2 separate regions of the Ovis aries genome follow, and region 1 is linked to region 2. A link is a contact called in public Hi-C data. All regions are on one chromosome and are shown on one strand. The core of a region is the stretch at or near the end of the contact, and the rest is flanking DNA. Distances in the headings are between cores, read along the strand shown.

Region 1 (3,373 bases), core at 202-2,701, 1.4 Mb after region 2:
ATAAGCCATTAAGGAAAGGGTCCAGTATTTGTCATATAAAAAAATTAACTGGTCATCTAATGCACGGGCATTAGAATGGAAGCAGTTGTGACGTAGGAAACTTGTTGCAAAGTGTTTGTATTTATGTTCAAATGGGATATTTATTAGTACCAATTTTAAGATACTGTATGTGTTTCAAAAGCCACACTTGTGTTTTTAAAAATAAAAATGTTTAGGTGGTGCTGTGTACCTTCAGATATTTGTATCTTTATTAGGAAAAGAAGAAAGTTATTTTCTTAAGCAAAATTGCTGAGTTTTGAGAGCATTTGCATTTATTTTTCGTTTTTCTTGCTCATGTTGGAGAGGTCTGATAGCATTAATGGGCTTTACCCCACATGGAGCTTTGAGCTTATTGTAGCACTGCACACTGATCCCAGGTCAGTGTGATGCGTGAAATCAATTTATTTGAATCTCTTTGCCTCTATAGGAATTTGGCAGCGTGCCAGTTGTTTTCATTTAATGTTCTTTGTGTTGAACACAGACAAGCAGGCATGCTTTTGTATTCGTCTCTCTTTTGCTCTCTGTCTCTTTCAGCCAATATTTTACTCTATGGATTCTGAGATGAAGAAAGAATATATTATTTATATGATTCTAATCATTACTTAATGTGCATGTTCTACTTTCTTATCTTTTAAGGGATTTGTTTTTAACATTCCTGAGTTCTCCTAGTGACTTTCTTTGTAGAGAAGAAACATTTTAGAATTTTTTAAAAAATTAAGCTTTTGGATGAGGCATAATACACCAGACCCTAGGTGGTATTTGCTTACCATAATGCTCGTTATCAAAACGGAAAAGAAGAGTGTTCATTACACCATACCACCAGTGTTTCATTTGTGAACTAGTTTATCAAAATCAGTGACTTCTTGGGGAGCTTTCTAAGGGTAAAGATTCATACTTTAAATGGGTGCAAGCGAAGACACATGATTAGCGGGGTAGTATTCTGAGTAACACATCTTGCTGAAGATGCCCCTGTTTTTCCCCTAGATGTGGCTTAGATGAATCTTGAGGAAGTTCCTGCCATGAGGGCTTTTTTTTTTTTTTTTTGCTTTTTAAAATTTGGAGGGTTCTGGCAGGGAACAGCACAAAGGTTTCTGCAGCACACAGAGGCTCCGAGCCTGGTGTGGCTGTTTGTGTGGAGAGGATGTGTTTCTGGGTCAGCTTTAGGAAGAGGTGCAGAAGGAAACAGGGAGGAGAGAGCTGCTGTGTTGATGCTCCGGGCGGTTCTCGCGGAAGTCGGTCTGCAGACCCGGGGCGCCCGGGAGCCTCGGGGTCAGGCCCGCCCCCAGCACCCCGCTTCCTCGTTTAATTACCTGAAGAGCCAAACAGCCCGCCGGCGGGTGTGTGAACGCCCGGTATCTCCGCGGCCGCCTGGCGCTCCGACATCCTGCGCGGCCAGCCCTGTCTGTCCGCCAGCGTCAGGCTGGCTCCCGCCCCGGTTCCTTTGCTTTCTGGAGTCATTGTGTGGAAGAGGGTTTGGTCAGGAATTGGAGGTTCCTGCCAGTGCTGTGTCCCTCCTCTCTCTCTCTCTTTCTGGACCAAGCTGACAACGTGCTTGATTTTTTTTTTTTTTTAATGAGTTTAAAGATCTTTTTCATTTTACACGCTGGCCTTGCCATGAAACACATATCTCTATCAGCAGCCCCAGACGTTAACCAGTGCAGAACTGGTCTCAGTTAATGGGTTCTTATTTTCCTAATTCTTGTTCTTTACTCTCCTTCCCATGTTGCCTTTTTGGGTCAGATTCACTGGTAGTTTGGTATGAAACTAGTAATTCAGAGGTTATTTTTATGAGGCTGTTTTGGAATCTTCATCTGTCCATGAAAACAGAATAGTCCATTTTTTAAACAAAGGTGATAGAACAGGGAAGATTTTCTTTTTTTCCTTTTCCATGCAATTTAAATATGGGGACTTGGACATTTGCTGTGGGAAGGGCCACACCCTTTGATGAAGCTGGGGATGGTAAGACATACTAGATGGACAGAAACGTGTGGCCAATTTGAGAGTCGTATAGGGTGAAGACTCTGAGGAATGCTTGGAGATGGAGCCATTTGGGAGATCCCCAGAGTGTAACAAGGTGTTGCCTTTCCATGAGGAAATCCAGCAGGTTCTTTATCCACAGTGTGGGCTGATGAAATGTGTGTGCTGTTGGGGGGCGGGTGTCGGGGGGGGGGGGGGGGGGGCAAGGTGGTGGTGGTGGGGTTTCCTGCAAAGGGAGGGGAAAGTGTGAATACATGTGCAGTGATTTGCTTTTTCCAGCTACTTCATTAGGATTCTGTCATGCAAACTTAAGGCATTTACCCTTTCGATGCACATATGTGCATCCCATTAATGTTAATAGGAGTTGCAGCAGGTAAGAGAGCAGTGTGTACCTTTGGGTTGTGCAGGAGCCCAGCTCCAAGAAATTGATTCCATTCTTTGCAAAGAATAAAGACATTGGGACTTTGCAGAGGAGAGTTCTGTAGGAATGATTTTCAAAGCTTATTTTTCATATTATATTTATGGAAGCAATGTCAATATTTTATGTGTTTGTCTACCACTCCAGCGAAAAGTATATAATCATTTAAATAATTGGATTAGCCTGGTGCGCCTTGTGATGGAGCTGGCATCACCATGATCTATTATGCACTAGCATAAGTAGCTCTGCCATAAGTGTTATGTGTATCCTCGGGCATTGCATGTTTATTTATGTATCAGCCTGCTGCACTTCTTTCCGAGTCTTTCCCTTTCAACATCAGTATAAAGATGAGAAAAGAAAACATGTAAATATAATTTAAGCCGCAGTCAACATTTCTGACTGGTGTCCTCCTCCACTGACAAACTTCACGTATCCCTCTTTCAAGCTTCAGCTCTCTGGAAGTTCTGTCTACCTAGAGCTTTCTTATTATGCGAGTAACGTTACTGCCAGTTACAGTATTAGGCCTTAGCAGCAGGGAGTGTATAACGTGAGAAAAACCTGGAGGACTTTGGAAAGTGTCTGGGGAGAGTTGTGGCTTGCAGGTGGTGGCACCAGGAATTAAAGAGCAAAGTAGTAAGAAAGTGGCGTTGGTGCCTCGTGCTGAGTGTGCCCAGTAAATGTGGAGTGAAAACAGTAAGAAAAAAAGCAGGTCCGTGAGAAAAGAGACTGGGAGGAAGTGAATTACTCCAGAAAGGCAAATGGAAAGGCCCAAATTTATTAGTAACTGTGGACATGTGTTAATTGATCATCAGGAATCAAAATAGGACATTTCGGTATATATAACAGATAAAAAAGCCACAGTATTCCAAAATTTTAGTAGTCTGGTGCCTGCAATTAAGAGTACTTTTAGTAACAGTCAGAAGTGAAATTTTCATACAG
Region 2 (3,500 bases), core at 461-2,960:
AACAACGACGTATTGTAAATTAGACCATTTTGGAATTTGTGCAATCTAAATGGTTGAGTTATTTTATGTTAGGGAAGTGACTGCACAATATTCATTAGCTAATTTTCTTGATGTTTTGGTTTTTTTAAAAACACATTGGGCCAAATTACACTTTCAGCGATGCCCACAGAATTTTAATTAACGTAATAGATCTAATTTCAGTTCTTTATGTGGTGGTTTCCTTTTGATTCAGGGAGGTGTTGAGCATTATATTAATAATTCTCTCTTTTGTAAGGGGAGATAGTCAGTTTTTGCAGGTTGAATTTCATACCCACAGTGAGACAATGCATCGTATAAGAGTTTATCACTGGCATGCATTTTATGAAAGCGAAATTTCTGCCCTAATAATTTGGCCAAATGTAGTAAAACTGGTAACATCCACATCTGTCACACTGAGTGGCTTAATTATGCTGACATCCCCCTTTCCCCTACCCCAGTTGCCTTACCTGTTCTCTTTTTTGTTCTGTGGACATGTAAGAATCATGTAAAGGACAAAGATCTGAGTATATTAAATGAATGTCTTAAAATATCCACTAGAAAATATTGTAATAAAAACAAAATCCACCAAAGCTTTGCTAAGACTTTAGTATCAACTGTCACCATCCTCCTGGGAGGTAAGTAGTAATATCTATAAGCCAATGAGTTTATTTGAATTTAGTTTTTCATATGCATATGATTTTTTTTTTTTACTCAAAGGAGCTTGATAATGAAAGTAACACTCTATAAAAAATAACCTAACCTATGTCATTTTCATGTCTGAGGGTTTCAGGATTTGAATATAAATGTTTTTAGCATCTCACAAACTGCATACAAGGGTTAGAAACTTCCAGGAAAATGGAGTCACCTTTAGCATCTTGAGCTAAGATGGATCTGTAGTTAAAAATATATATTTATATGTATTAGCAGGAACTAGGGAACACTGACTGCTTAACACAAGCAGCTGTTAATTATAAAACTGCAGTCATTTGTATTTTACTAAAAATGTTGATATGGCTCTCAAAGAATTTTTAAGAAGACATTAAACCTCTTTCATCTCTGCATCTGATTTCTACATTTGCTATCTTCTTTCCCCTAAAGAATGCCTATTCTCCCTTCAGAGTCCTATGCAGGCTCATAAAACCAATAAAATATCTTTTTTGGAAGAAGCCAAAATGTATTTGAAGGAATTAGGGTTGATCTGGGAGATGCAATGCTGGTGTTATAGCAAATTACTTCTGTTAAATATGAATAGGACGAGTGTTCTGAATACTGTTCTGCAGTAAAATTTATGGTCATGGGTATGCACGTAGATGAACGTAGTACACGTATGGAGAAAGCTGATTGCAGGTATCAGTAGGTGTTTAATCACGGTCATGCTGCAAGGAAATAAAAGATTGCCCAAAGACAATAGACTTTTCTGTAGAAGCTATAGACACCAGTACAGTATAAGATACATTTCTCATATTCAAGCCTGTCTTTTATTTTGTTTACACAACAAAGTTATTATGCTAATTACACGGTAATATGCAGCCCCTGAGGACTTTCTATGTTGATAGCATCTACTTGAGGATGCAGATTGGGAGCCAATATGTGATTATTACTATTGCAAAATAATATGATCGGAATGACAGTTTTGCCTTCTAGGGGAGTCCTCACTAGGCTCTTTGTTGCCGAGTGAGGTGTGTAATAGTGAACAAGAGGAAAAGTCCAGGAGAGTGTGGGAATTTTTTCACACTGTTTTAAAAGAATGTGGGGCTGGACAACATTTTGGATTAGAGTCAAGTGTGTGTGTGTGTGTGTGTGTGTGTGTGTGTGTGTGTGTGTGCGCGTGTATACACAGGAGACCTCACGCAGCAGCAATCTCATGCTAATATGTGTGCAACCTCACTAGGGGGAGCTCTTGGCTGGCTGTTCAGAGGCTTGACCATTGTCTGCAGGAGACAATTTTTCTTTGTTTGAAAATTTACAAATCATCAATGAAAATGCCACAGATATGGCAGAAGCTTTGGGGTCAAGTCACTGTCTCCAGTTGTGGCTTCAGTGGGATGGTGCTGGGGATGGTGGGGATGGGGGTCATGATGTCTTTGCCCCCTCTGCCCAGCAATTATTTTGGGGTTCTTATCATTTAAAAGATCTCAGAACTATTGTAAATATTTCTTCCTACCCAGAGGTAAAGCTTCTCTGAAGCCTATTCTTTTTGAAAGGCTCCCCACGGAAGCTTGATGGTAACAATGAAAAAGTATACATTTTCGCAAGCCTTTTCTTTTCAATCTATACTCAGATCAATTAATTAAATGAAGATAGAAACATGATTGCCATGGATGACATTGTCATGCTGGTTTAAAAACTGGGAACTTTGTGATTACAAATGCATCTGGTTACAGGAGACGTTGGGGGGAAATGGTCAGCTGAAGAGACTTAAAAATTATTTGAAAATCTTTATAATGTGATCATTTTGGAGAGGAAAAGAGAAGACGCAGGCGCTAAGATAATGGTGACACTGCCTCAGGCAATCTGTGGACAATTTTATTGTTCTTATTCTCCAAATGTTCCCTTCCTACCCCTCACCAATTTTTCTTTTTGTCTTTTTAAATTGGAGGAAAAAAAAATAAAGCAAAGTGCTTCTTTCCCTACCCATGTTTCCTTCCCTTTTTTCTCTACTCTAATGACATTTGGCAGGCTCGGCTGTGTAATGCTTGACTGGTTTTATTGTTGTCTGTTCCCAGTGGGGAATAGTTGACACTGCTCTCTGTTTCCAATTGATATCCATTTTCAACAATATTGCTTTCTATTAGATTCCTGCACAGTTTGTGCCAAGCAAACTGAATATTTACTGGGCTGACCGCAAAACCTTCAAATCAACAAACACTAGAATAAGCAAAATATGCGTTTTTAAGATCAAATGTTTTCAAATGCTTCTTTCAAAATTATTATTTTTAAATGCACTGTGAACTGTAGATTAAAGGATATTATATTGCCACTTGTGTCAGCCTATTTTTATTTGTTTATTTTCACACATTAAATAATAGGACTAAACATTGAAAGAATAGTTGTATACACTACCTAGGCAAAGTTAAAAGCAATTCAATTTTCTCATATTTAGCAATTCCTCCTTCTAAGCAATAAAGCGTATTTGCTCGTTGCTTTTTAATGCAGGCATAGTTAATAGTATCGTAGTGAGTAGAGCAACTGAGTCTGACAAACCAGAGGACAGACAACCATTTCAATCATCCTTGGTGGCCAGGGGCTGTGTGTCAGAACTGAGGGGTAGAAGATTGCATTTTTAGCCATCAAGAATATCAAATGGCCAGTGAATGACATAAAATTTTTCAATAATTTCCCTTCAATTTGCTAGCAGTGTTTTCAGAATCTTAACTGTGTACCCTACCTACCTCATAGGGCATCTGGCATATAAGAGAGAAAGGTGTTTGGTTTTTGGAGATTATCAAGAAAAGGATTAAAAAATAGAAAAAAGAAGTTTT

The links. A called contact is a pair of places that touch in the nucleus more often than the background predicts.
Region 1: a contact with region 2 is called in a Hi-C map of hypothalamus, with 5 times the contacts expected there. The contact joins two enhancer-like sites. A contact is called at or near these places in 3 of 16 Hi-C or Micro-C datasets (hypothalamus, skin fibroblasts and tail adipose tissue).

What each region holds. Positions count from the first base shown.
Region 1 is chr9:85,209,995-85,213,367 of ARS-UI_Ramb_v3.0, forward strand. The region is part of intron 2 of RUNX1T1 (RUNX1 partner transcriptional co-repressor 1); the gene reads left to right. Among named protein-coding and RNA genes, the nearest start is that of RUNX1T1, 31 kb to the left of the region's middle. Within about 2 kb of position 1,452, at least 16 of the 54 cell types and tissues checked have an H3K27ac peak or open chromatin away from gene starts, as enhancers often do. A contact at or near this core is called in hypothalamus, where this site is marked.
Region 2 is chr9:83,830,016-83,833,515 of ARS-UI_Ramb_v3.0, forward strand. No RefSeq gene overlaps it. Among named protein-coding and RNA genes, the nearest start is that of CIBAR1, 340 kb to the left of the region's middle. Within about 2 kb of position 1,711, at least 8 of the 54 cell types and tissues checked have an H3K27ac peak or open chromatin away from gene starts, as enhancers often do. A contact at or near this core is called in hypothalamus, where this site is marked.